2 separate regions of the Hordeum vulgare genome follow, and region 1 is linked to region 2. A link is a contact called in public Hi-C data. All regions are on one chromosome and are shown on one strand. The core of a region is the stretch at or near the end of the contact, and the rest is flanking DNA. Distances in the headings are between cores, read along the strand shown. Region 1 holds the start of LOC123448268 (serine/arginine repetitive matrix protein 1-like). Region 2 holds the start of LOC123448265 (glucan endo-1,3-beta-glucosidase).

What was found. A called contact is a pair of places that touch in the nucleus more often than the background predicts.
Region 1: a Hi-C map of leaf shows a contact between it and region 2, with 5 times the contacts expected there. The contact joins the promoter of LOC123448268 here to the promoter of LOC123448265 in region 2. A contact is called at or near these places in 2 of 6 Hi-C or Micro-C datasets (both in leaf).

What each region holds. Positions count from the first base shown.
Region 1 is chr4H:159,266,063-159,273,161 of MorexV3_pseudomolecules_assembly, forward strand. It overlaps LOC123448268 (serine/arginine repetitive matrix protein 1-like), which reads right to left and starts at 3,967. Exons shown (of 22, transcript XM_045125112.1): 1 at 3,841-3,967; 2 at 2,897-3,048; 3 at 2,716-2,793; 4 at 501-665; 5 at 360-400. The coding sequence starts at 3,036.
Region 2 is chr4H:158,407,801-158,414,073 of MorexV3_pseudomolecules_assembly, forward strand. LOC123448265 (glucan endo-1,3-beta-glucosidase) reads right to left here and starts at 4,849. Exons shown (of 3, transcript XM_045125100.1): 1 at 3,718-4,849; 2 at 1,787-2,078; 3 at 1,311-1,689. The coding sequence starts at 4,773. The coding sequence ends at 1,661.

The sequences.
Region 1 (7,099 bases), core at 2,717-5,216, 860 kb after region 2:
TGCGATTTGTAGCACATGGTATAGACTTCTTCTAATATCATACTAATTGAAAATGAGATTTTTCTGCAAGATACCAGCAGGCGTGGCCATGACAAGAAAACTAGTGTCCGCCTGTCCGGTGAAGATAGAACCAACGAAAAGGAATTCAATATATATCAGGCATAAAACTAAATGAATCATGACCCTACCTTTTTGTTTTCATCTTACTTCTATAGTTTATCAAACATCAAATGATAACACGGCAGGTTACAATTTCTACCAGTAAAAGAAGATCATCTAATTCTAAACTCCCCAGAATTCGGCAAAACATCGTGATGAAAAGGACAAACAAGTATAGCAGATGAAATAAATCAGATTACCATGGCGAGAAAGATGGCGCCTTTTAGAACCAGAATGAACTCTGCAGAGCAGGAACACGAGTTAACAAAACTAAAACATATAAATTTTCTCAAAAATATGAAATCGAAGAAACCTCCAACATGGTGATGTGTATGTCCTACCTTACTCCAGTTTGTCTACGCATGTCTTCGGGCCTTTTCCGTTTCGCCGTGGCAGGAACAACTTTAATCTCACGTCCACAAAACAGCTTACTGTTCATGTGATATTGCGCCTCAGAAGCATCATGGGGGTCAGAAAACTCAATAAAAGCAAACCCTTTTGGCTCCCTGCACACACATATGTTAATATAGTTATAAAATTTTAGATAAATAATATTCAGACAATGCTATACAAATTAAAAACACATATTGATAAAAAGTAGTATATGCCCGACAAGTTACCACCAGAGTTCCGTATAAGATAACCCTATATTTCTTCACAAAACACAATCAACTTACTGCATTTTCACCAAAATAGTAGCAAGCTTCCCAAAAACCAGTTGAGAGCCCATGCTATTCTAGCAGCCAAATTTGTTGTATAATCACATCTTCATAAAACGATTCACTTCAAATTCCTAAATGTTTGAAAACTCATCAAAGTACTTGAAACAAACCTCTCACTACTATAATTTCACATGGAAGGTTCAGTAAAACCATCATCTCTTCAGGAAACTAATTTTGCCAACAGACCAAATCTCGTCTTCGTAGAAGAACTTCTCGCACAAGACTCTATCTAATCACATGTACTTCAAGACATCCCGGAAATCATTCTAAAGAGTGATTCATACCAGAAGAGAACACATAAATAGAAGAAGATAAAGTAACTATATCCTCCATAGTCTATAGGTTGTTAAAATTAGTAAGTTTGAGACTTCAATGAGTTATTAGGCTTATACATTTATCATAAATCTATTCTGCAATATTTATGGATTTTGCAAAAGATACAAATAAAAAGGGAAATAGGTTATACGTGGGTCTTTTATGCAAAATTGATAAACTAAAACATTTTCCTCTCGCTGGTCAGCTTCTCCATGAAGTATGTGAGGGCTCAGAGTTTGGGGCCATGCAGACATTAACAATCATATTTCCATATGAGCAGAAGAAAAGCGCCCCAAAAGGTTGCTCTCCTAACTCTGCAAGCATATCGGTAAGAAGACTTGAAACAGTGAAGCTTCTAAAAGCTGCTGGATCAATTCAGTGGTAGAACATGCCTAAGGGTGTGTTTGGTAGCTGTTCCCATTCTAGCAAAGTTGTTCCCCTTTGAGACATGCTAAGTCAAGACATGTTGTGTGCATGCATGTGTAGTTGTTCGGTAGTGATGTATGTGTTGAAACATGTTGTGCTCAGACTGTGTTTGGTAGCCTGTATCTGAGGTAGGATGCATCAATAATTTTTTTGGCGCAAATACGAACAACACTTTCAACATAATCTGAACAATAAACATTATTTCAGCTATGTATAAATATGAAGAAAAAATTACTCCATAGATCTACAAGGCAGGAAGGATGGAGGGAGGGAGTTAGGGGAAGGAAGGGGGGAGGGAGAAGGGGGTGAAGGAAGGGATGAGGAGGGTGGACGAAGACCGGCGGTGGCAGAGTAGATCGGCGGCGGCAAGGTTGAAAAGGGGCGGCAGCGAGTTGACCGAGCAACAGGGGCGGGGCAGAGACGGTGGAGGGGTAGATCATTGGCGGCGGCGGCGGGGGGTAGACCGGCGGAGGCGAGGTAGATGCGCATCAGTTCTTAAGTTAACCAACTAATATATTGCAATATGTTTATTGCTCAACCAATGTAACCTTTATAGAAAATAGTTGGTGCATTACATACTCCCTCCGTTTCTGAATATAAATCTACTTAGAGATTTTAATATAGACTACATACAAAATAAAATGAGTGAATCTACACTCTAAAATACGTCTATATTCATCCATAAGAAGTCCATATTCCAATCTCTAAAAGGACTTATATTAGAAACGGATGAAGTATTTCATAATATTAAACAAAATACCATCTATTTAAAGTTAATATGACTTAAATGAGAATATCCTTTAATCATATTAATAATTCAGTTAAAAGAAAATTTCATATTTAGTGCATCATTTGCATTTCGCACCGGGGCCCCTAATTCCTGGAGACGGCCCTGGGTGCTGGGTTGAGCATAGCTGAGGGGACCTTTTTTGCATCGGTTGAGCATAGTCCAATAGAGCCCATGCACTCTACCAAACAGCGAAAAGTGGGTTCGATGGAGAATTTTTGGACTCATGCATCCTCCGTGAAGGCTACCAAACACACCCTAAATGTCCAATGAGAGAAAATCAGTTCGCGCTTCAGTGAAACTTACCCACTGTAGTAATCTTTTGGCATGTGAACATCCCAAACAGGACCAAACTTTTCGAAAGGAACTCGAAGATCTTCGGATCTGCAGGAAATTGTGAAAATCATAAGGACGAGCAAGTCAACAACCACGAACATGAAACATGGTCAAGTACAAATAGCAGGCGGAGGGGTTTGAATTTCTGTACCTGCAGTTATGAGGGATGTTACGCACCAAGAGGCTTACAGGACCTTGTTCCTTCCTTCCTCCTTGCTCACCAGAACTTCTCCTAGGAGGGCTTCGTCGCCTGCTGTCACCTTCGCCCTTGGGAGAGCGGCTCCTCGCCATTGCACGTGGCACCTGAACACATGTCATCACTAATCATAATTATGCACCCACATATCATTCACCTTGTCCATGCATGTGACTCGTGGTATTGATAACAAGCAATTCAAAATTGTCCCCGCATTTCATCATATAATTGTAAGAGGACCAGATCAACAGTATTAGCTTTCATGATGAGTCATCTGAATCACTAATAATTACTGGCACTAGTGACAACATGAATATACAAATAAATTTATCCATGGGACGATGAGGACTGACTGATTTAGGGCATACAAATATATGTGCAATGACATTAGGATAGGCCCTCAAGTGTAGTTCTATCCCTGCATTGCACAAAACTAACTTGTCAACTCAAGATGCGCAGAAGGCGTCCCTGATCAAGGAAGGATGGACTTCCACACAATGACACAAGGTTGTGAGAAATCAAGAAGCATAGCGCATCGACAATTAAAAGAGGGGGTAATTTTGTAAGGAAAAGGGAACCCACACTACCGAAACAAACTAATCCATCTAGGTTTCATTCAGACATTCGTACTAATCAGATGAACTGACGCGGCGGCTTAAAAACAAGGGAAATTTCGCAACAGAAGGGAAATCAAACGCTAGCCCGCGCCAAGATGAAATGAGGCGCGACAGTTCCGAGCCCTGTGCCTCCCGCGAAGAAGCCTAATGTGGCGTGGAAGCTGGAATTCAGCACGACACGGACCCTATCTAGTTTTAGTAGTAGGGCATTCTGCCCCCCAGAACCCAAATACTTCATCACCGCGAAGAGAGAGGGATATATAGAGGAATGGATGGGGTTACCAGGATAGTGCAACGCCACCGCCGCCGCCGGCGCGACCTGTGCGGAGCGGTGGAGAAAGCTGGGGCAGGACGTACAGCGACCGGGACCGGGGCCGGGGCCGCACGCACGCGAGGAAGGAAAATGGTGAGAGAGAAATGGTGGCAGCCGACTCGGAAAACCCTATTTGACGCGCGGACGATCGCACAGGGGGGCGATCAACTGGGCCAACCCATCTCCCTCTGAAGCCTTATTCAAAAATTAAACATGATCAACTGGGTTTTTTTTCTGTGTCTTTTTCTGTTCTTTATTTTTTTTCGTTTTCTTTCTTTCTTTTTTATTCCTTTACTTTTCAAGCTTATTCAAGAATTTCAAATACTCTTCTTTTTTTGCTGTTTTTTTGTCCTTTTCTGGTTCTTTTTTGTTTTCTTTTTGTTTTCATTTTTCATTTCTTAATTTTGCACTTGTTTTCGAAAAAATGTTCGTGTGTTCTCAAAAATGCTCACAAAAAACGTTTGTGTTTAATTTTATTAATGATTTTAAAAAATGTTCATATTTCCAAAAAATGGTATTCAAATTTTTTATGGAGTTTCAAAAATTGTTTAGATTTTCAAAAAAGTTCATGTTTCCGAAAAATGTTCCCATTCTTTTTTCTCTGTTTCCGTACTTTTTTTACTTTATTATTTCAATTTTATTTTTTCTCACCTTTTTCCTGTTTTTGTTTCTTTCTTTTTAACTTTTCCTATTGTTCTTTTATATGTTCGCGTGTTTCAAAAAATACTCGCAAATGTTAAAAAATGTTTATGTTAGAAAAGATCATTCATGTTTTCAAATTTGTTCGGAAGTTTCAAAAAATGTTTACGTTTGCAAAAAATGTGAATGTTTCCAAAATATGTTCGTAATTACCAATAAAATCACGATTTTTCTAAAAATGTTTATATTTTTTAAAATGCTCAAGTTTCTATAAAATGTTCAATAATAAAAAAATGATCATGTTTTCAAATATTGTTCATAAATACAAAAACAATATGATTTAAAAATGTGTTCATGTTATTCGAAATTGTTATGTCTGTTTTGGTTCTAAATTTCACAACTGTTCAAATATTCGGAACTTCACCAAAAAGTTCCCGTTTCAAAAATCGTTCACAAATTTTTGAAAGATTATGTTTAAAAAATAATTCTCGATTTTCAAACTTAAAAATTGTTTGCAATCTCAAAAAAAAACTCAAAATGTTTCTAGCATAAAAAATTATCACAACTTTTAAGAAAAACTTTTTTCAACAAGTGTTCATAATATCTGAAAAATGTTCATGTTTCCATTTTTTCAGGATTTTCAATTAATCTTCCTGTTCCAAAAATAGTTTGAAAATTAAAAATATGAAAACATTTTCAATTTTTTAAGGAGCTTTTTTTAAATTTTCAATTTTTGCTCTGGAATTACAAAAAAGTCACCGTTTAAAGAAAAAATCATGATTTTCGAAAATGTGGCAGTTTTTAAAATTTTCTTCATGGTATTCAAAAATAATTGCGTTTCCCAAAACTTTCAGGTTTAGGGAGTTTAAATATATGTTTAAGTTTTTTTTTTGGAATTCCAGAACATTAGTTGAATTTTGACAAATGGCCACGCTTCTTTTTGCTGAAAATTCGAAAGTGGGAACACTTTTAAAAACAATTTGGGAACATGATATTTTCTTCTAATTTTGTTAACATTATTAAAGTGGGAATTTGTTTTTGAAATTTTTGAACATTTTTAGAATTGGTGAACAAAATTTGTACAACTTTTCAAATTTATGAACAAAAATTGAACCATCATACAACAATATTGATTCATAAGCCAAAAGTCGGAGCAAAAAACCTATATTTAGAAACTTTTGTGCCTTTTTATCAAAATGAAAAGGCTGCAAAAACAAAAAACAAAAGCCCAACCAAACAGGTTCTAGGAGTGTGAGTTATTTTGATTATGGACCTCCTTTCATGCGTGGGCTTCCAGATTTAAGCCACGTTTGTTTTTGTTTTGTAAACCAGACCTAACCTTGTTCGCTCAAAATATATCAAAAAGTGTGTTCCCTCAAAAAAGAACTATAAGCATTTAACTACTTTTTTGACAATAACAAAAATGTAATATGTGTACACCGTAATGGTTGTATGGTTTGAGGGGAAAAGGAAGCGCAGCTGCGAGTGAATTTATCTCGTTTCGCTCGCCTTTGGCCCCGCTTTAGCGTTGTGAGATGTAGAAACATCTCATGCTCGTACATGTGCTTTATTAGTTTTTAGGAATAAATTCCATGTTATTCAATGGCAACATACTGACAGTGGGTGTAGCGCCCTCGAAAATAAATGCCATTTGATTATTTTCCTGTTGCGACAAGGTTTTTCGAGGCACAAAATGAGGTCCTCTTTTCGTCGCATATTTGATGCAACTGCTCTTGCGGAGTTTATTTGTGTGTCCTCGCGGGACCAATCTTTCAGATTTATTGAGTAATTGATTAGTATTGGTGCATTTGTGGTTTCAATTGTTTTGGGTTGGATTATTTCCTCGGCATTATGATGAACATCTTGCAGTTCGACATGTTTAGGGGGGTCATCCTAGCCTCGTTCATCATTCATGGCAGCCTCGCTACTCATGTCTAATTGCACGGCCCTTTTTGAAGGTTTGGGAGGATTTCGTCTTCCAAAATTTATTACCACATAGGTGTGTCCGAGCGATATCATTACAATTCTTAGGTTTAGGGGCTACTTTATAGTTTTTCACATCATTGTATCTGTAATAGTTCTGATGTTTAAATATATTTATGGGCATTTAAACATGCCATAAAACACTTTTCTCCTAAAAAAGCCCCATGCTACGGAAAATTTGGTCTTTCTCCTCAAAAATTGAAGGCAATTTTGATTATTTGTAAAAGAAATCATTTATGGTGTGTACAATAGTGGCACTTCCCTCTAAGAGGACAAGAAGCTCTTAGCACATGACACTAGTTTTCTACTTAAAGACAAAGGCAGATTAATTACAATACACTTTTGTTTTTGAAGCCTCAAAATTTGAATGTAAGCTATGGAACATGTGGTAGAGAAGTCACGCTTCTACTATGCTCTGCATGACATCTAGATATGATAGTAAAAGCATGTTATACAATGTTATATATGCCCGCGTTGGTGGAAACTAAGTAACAATCAAACCCACATTAGAGGCGATAGACAAACGAATGCGGTGAATGGAAAATTGATCTGAGGTTAAGAGAAGCCAGGAACTGAAATTACCCCCTCTTCTAGTAGAACAAAATC
Region 2 (6,273 bases), core at 3,599-6,098:
GAGATATATTTGAATTTATAGCGAAGAGAACGGGCCCCAAGCCATCAGGGCGCGACCACCCCCCTGGGCACGCCCTGTTGGCTTGGCGACACCTCGTGTGCACTCCCATGTTCCTCCGAAGCTTCCAAGTCTTACTTTTGTCCAGGAAAAATGATCAAAAAGTTTTAGGGTATCTGGACTTCATTTGATACAGTATTCCTGAAAGGCCAAAACATGCAGAAAACAACACTTGGTACTAGGTTAATAGGTTAGTGCTCAAAAATATTATAAAACAATAAGTAAATGCTTAAAAGGTATCCTAGGATGATAATATAATAGCATGGAACAATAAAAATTATAGATACGTTGGAGACGTATCAGTATCCTAGGAGGAGAACCTCTTGCGCAGCCTTGACAGCGAGGGCAACACTCTCCAGAGCGTCTGCGACGGCCTGATCGCGTGCGGTGGCGCTTCTCTTTTCTTCACATCCTCCTTCCTCCGAGCAGCCCTCTTCATAGTCTCGACCGTTGTCTCCTCCGGGGTGTGCACCTTCTTTTGCTTCCTTGAGACCATGGTCCGGACAACCACAACAAGGACGATGGCGACCAAGAAGAGGGCGGCGGCTGGGGTGGGTGTGTCGGCTATGGCGGGAGGGCGGGAGCACGAGACGGTTTGGCAGAGAGTTTGAGGGAGAGTTGCATAGTCGTGCCACAAACGCATGGGCGAGAACAAGGGAGGGCATCGCGGGCATCCCCGTGAACGCAAACTCGGTCTAAATTTAGGCAGGAAATGAGTCTTGGTGGACAAAAAATTATTCATTTACGTCGACACCTTCGATGTTTTTGTTTGCACAAATCCAAACAAATACAGGCAGATCAAATGGGTCATCGTGTCGGGTGTTTTTGTCCACATAGATCCAAATAAATACAAGCAGATCAAATGGGTCGTTGGGTTAGGCGTTTTTGTCCGACAAAGATCCAAACAAATCGTTCGGCGTTTTTGTCCGTACAGATTCAAACAAATACAAACAGATCAAATGGATCGTCGGGTTGGGTGTTTTTGTCGGGAAGACTTGTATAGGATCTATCTTGTTCAAAAATTCTACAAACAATTGCACGTAATTCATGTGTGTCGATAAGGTTAAAAAGTTCCAGCTCCTAATTCAAACTGTACGTAACGGATTAAAAAAGACAAACTCAGATGAGCCTGAAAGCTGGCACTATTCATAATCGCCGCGTTGGAGTTGGCCTAACGACTGGCTTTGAGGATCTGCCATGTTCTGCACGCAGATTATACGATTCAAACAACCAAAATGATCACAGAGTACACATACATACCAAGGCTACCTCTATTCGTTTATTGTATTTTCTACATGAAATGCAATGACAACCACAGAAGAGAACGAAAAATAAATTAATGCGGTTCAATGCAATACGGCCCAACATCACGCTACAGCCGCCTGTCTGCGCTAAGCTAAGAGGCGATGATTGATATTTATATTTATGACTAGAAAGGAAGAAGAAGCATGGCTGTCAGACACGAGTATAGAAGAACATGGCGCAAGCCCGGCAGTATCAGCAGTCCTCCGTCGCTGCCGCCACCGCGGCTCCGAGATGGAGATGGTAGTGGGCTGAAGGCTGGCGCCCCCGCCCTCGTACTGCCGTAGCTTGCTGCGTACCGTCAGGAGACGTACTTGCAACCCCCGTAACCTGCAACACATACAAATACAAGGGTGCCATCATCAGCTCCGACACCACGTACACTCAGCCAGGTTCAGAAACATCACAGACTGTCATATGGGCTTACTGGGGTCGCTGGACGTGACGACGCCGGTGCCCTTGAAGTCGCACGCCGAGTCGGTGTGGCCGTTGGCCTGGTAGTAGGCGTTCATCACGTACGACGCATGAGACTGCAAGCTGTTGGGGCTGAAGCAGGCGCCGCCGCTCTGTATCGCCTTGCAGTCTACGAAGCCGCAGGCGTAGTTGATGTTGTTCTGCAGGTCCGTCCCGTTGGCGCCGTCCTTGGCAACGCACCACTTCCCGCCTCCCGACGGCGAGGGCTTAGGGCTCGGATTGGGTGAAGGGGTTGGAGCAAGAGACTGCAATGCAAAACAACATAACGGCACCTGGTAAGTCAGGTTATAGTACAGGAGCGACGAATCTAAGCATCAGAATTGTCAGCATAAATAAACAGCAACTACACCTGACGGTACAGTTAAACAACAACATCCAACAAAAATAAATTCCTAGTTAATCCAAATTCTGAACTGAATTACAATACTGGATGGTGCAGACTACTGAGTACTGACTGAGAACAAGCACATGTTCTCTGCCCTGTCCAAAGCACATGTTCTCTGTGCTGGCACCGTCCAAAGCAGGGCCAGTTCAAATTGGTTTTCTTCCTAAGATTGTTAACGCACACTAGCCGGTAGGCCGAATCAATGAGTATGCTAAAAAACAGTTAATGCAGACAGCCCCATCTCCTCCAATGGTCTACTTTAGCTGCATCCGAAAAAGCAGCCAGCTAATGGCTGCTTCCTTCCTTTGATGCGAGAGCCTAATCCACATGCACACCACAAGTCCACAACAGTAATGCTGCTGAAGCAGAACAGATGCACGCGCAGGAGTATAGGATGCGACGGCAAGGGGATGACGCCAAATCAAGCAAAGCTCCATCTGTTATCTGAACCTACAGGCAGGCATACAGATGTATGCGCTATCCTGTCATTTAGACCATAGGCAGGCATCTCAGTAAACCATACAAGATAGCAAGTTCAAAGGTATAGCTTCTAGTTAAAACTTGAGACACAAGACCACCAGAATCTTAAACCCCCACCTCCTTTGCTTCAAGGTAGCTTCAGTTAGAAAAGGTTCAAGGTGACATCTTTTCCTTTGAAGAAATGAAATTAACACAAAGAAGCCCTTGACGTGATGATTCGGAATTTAGAACGTAGCCTAATAAAAAATACTACCAGTTGATATAATCCACCAAACCATTTATTCTGATATCCAATTCAAATATCAGGCTTTTAGCATGTACTGTACTAATATTTGTTAATGTAACTCGGAATTGGCCGGTGCAAGCTTACTGGTACATTTGCAGCAGCAGCGAATAACTATCAAACATGAGCATATGGATCTATGTCAGAGTTTTGGCGGTGGCCCCACCCCGCCCCGCCCAAGCGCGTCCAGAAATACTACCAGACGTGTCCAAGGCTGCTATCAACACACGCCTGCTGTCATACTGGATCCGTCAAGAAAGGCAGCCGTTTGGGCAAGCAGATAATGCAGGGGATAGGAGCAAAAGTCGGAAACGCAAGCAAGCAGCCGTTTCCAGAAGAAGCCGGTCCACACACATCACCTTAGAGTCTTTGACAAATGCAGTGTGAATGGAGGACCACCTTAGCATTCAAGTCGGCCAGTAGTACTAGGATTAGAAGTGCTACTACTACTCTTTGACACCGAATGTTCATTTGTTCATGTCCCTGGTTTTTTTTTTTTTTGCTCCATGTAAAATACTGAATTTGATATAATAGTTCAAAACCACATTGTCTGCAGAAATAATAATTCATAAAATCACGATTGTAAGACACGGCCAGACAAATTATGGGATGCAATCAACCAATCACTATCAACTACTCCCTCCGTAAACATAAATTTGATAAATTTGAGGACACAAAACAGACAGATAAAGGTTCATAATTATGGATCAGGGGGGAAAAGAGCAGTACTGCGTACCGAGCCGTCCCGGAGGAGTCCGAGGTCGTAGACGGGCGTGAAGTCCGGGTTGAAGAGGCCAAAGTGCCTTTCGGCGATTGGCCCAGGTTTTTGGTTCTCGTCGAAGAGGGAGAAGAGGTAGGTCTCGAATGTCCTGTTGGGCATGAGCGGCGTGCCCTTACCGCTGCTGCACACCCGAATCATGCCCTCGTTGAAGTCCCTCGCCTCCTGCACCCCGACGCCAATCTGCCCGGGCTCGGCCTGGGTGGGCCATCCGGCCTCCCCGACGGCGATGTCGACGTCTCCGTAGCCGAGCTTCTTCATGGCGGTGTAGATTGCGTCCATCTGGGCATCGAACATGCTGGTGTAGTTGAGCTTCGTTGCGGGGTCGTAGATGCCGCTGTTGGGGCGGAAGAGCGCGTAGTTGAGCGTCTCCGGCCGGTAGCTGAAGTAGGGGTAAGGGTTCACCATGAAGGGCGACCCGGTGTCGCGGTGGAACTGGAGCAAGGCCGGGAACAGCTTGGTGTTGTAACCCGCCCGGAATGTGGCGTTGGAGGGGATGCCGTCCGAGGGGGCGAGGATGCCGAGGTAGTGCGGGGTGGTGACGCGGACGCCGGTGAGGCCCTCGGCCTTGAGGGCCTGCGCAAGGCGGCGCATGGCGGGGAGGAGGGAGAGGATGAGGTTGGTGTCGGTGGAGAGGAGGATCTCGTTGCCGGCGAGGAGGAGGGTGACGTTGGTGGCGGGGACGTAGGGGGAAAGGTTCGCGCGGATCCAGGACCGCGCGGCGTCGAGGCCGGTGGCCTTGTCGGCGAGGGCGGGGAGGGCGGAGTTGGGGAGGGAGACGACGAGGGAGATGGGCGTGCCGGCAAAGGCGGAGATGAAGACCGGGTTGGCATCGAAGAGCTTGACGCGGTTGATGGTGGTCTTGGTGGCGAGGAAGGTGGCGACGGAGGTCGGGGAGGGGAGGTTGTCGGCGTTTGCGCCGTAGTTGACGCCGATGGGAAGCGAAGGGGTCGCCGACTCTGCCCCCGCCGCGCCGGCGGCGAGCAGCATCAGGAGGAGGAGGAGGAGCGGCATCGCGAGGTGGAGTGTGGTCGATTGCGGGTCTGATTTGAAGTGGCAACGGGGGTTCCGTTCAAATACTACCCCCGGAGCAGAGTAGAGAGGAGAGGAACGGACAAAGGTCGCGTGGTGGTTGCCATTACCTGGCAATTTCAGTAGTATTCTTATTCCCTTCGTTTAATGCATTTTTATTTCTCGCTTTGCTGCGGCTGCCATGTGTACAAATTAGCTTTGGGCAGCGCTTTCTTTTAATACAGTACATTTAAAATCGTTCACATGCACAAGCATATATTCTGATACATGCATGGTATCCTCATAAGCACATTTGAGAAACTGACCCAACGTAACATTTTATGGTTTTTCAAAGTCACCACAAACGCCTTACGGTCTAAAAAACGTCTCTTTCCATTGAACGAACACCGTCGAAAGTGTGAAATAAATTCACGTAAATGCGATGACTTGAACTTTCGTGGATTGAAGATATCATCGTATTCCCAACCATCCACCAACAGATTAGTTCACATCTTATTTATTTGTGTTGTGCTATTTTGTATACATTGTATTTCAGGTTGATCTCAGAAAACTCCCCCGTCCACCACCACTGCATGTGATCAGGAGGGAACCCTAGTCGGCGACTCCCCCCACCTTATCTCATTCCTCCCTTCATGCCACCATAGGGCCTAGCTAGCACGAATGCACCAACGAAGGGGGGAAGGGGTAGGGGTTCCGAAGAAGAGTTTGGCGTCTGTTCTGAGTTTTTTGATTTGAGTTGCAGAAGTGCCCTGAAATAATTATTTACTACCTGCTCGTCTGTTTTTCACAGATTCTGCCACGTTTTGCGTTTTCATCGTTTTGCAAAAAACTTTTTGGCAATCTTGAGAAACAGTATCTCTTCATGAAAATCTTTATTTCCAGTGGAAAAAATTTATTTTTATTATGGGTACTAACCACTCTAATCAGCTTATGATGAGTTTCGTATGAAGGGAGTTTTCAAGTATGCGATGGAAGATGATGAAAGAAGATCCAGGAGTGTCAAACGCTCAAGCTTGGGGATGCCCCCATTTACCCCCAAGAATTATCCAAGGACACTCAAGTGTCTAAGCTTGGGGATACTCCCGTGCATCCCCTTCTCCATCAACAATCATCAGTTCGTCCTTCTCCATGCTATACTTTTATCACTTCATATGTTATGTGCTATGCTTGGAGCGTCTCACTCTTTACTTTTTAGTTTATTTTAGTTTTTGCTTGTTGTTCATAACAAGTTGGACCCTAGCCTTCTTTGTTTGGGGGGAGAAACACGCTCCACTCCACCATAGAACACAACATAGGTTTTCTTGCTTATCTTTTTGTGTGGTCTTTATCTTTTCATAGCTGTTGTCATGCTTAGCTCTTAGTTTTCACGCTTTATCTTTTTAAGAGATTTTATTTAGATGCTTTTGGAACTCTCTTGAGTTATCATGCTTATCTTGTTTAGAGAGTTGGCTTGCTGCACTGAGTCGTGTGTCTTGCATGAGT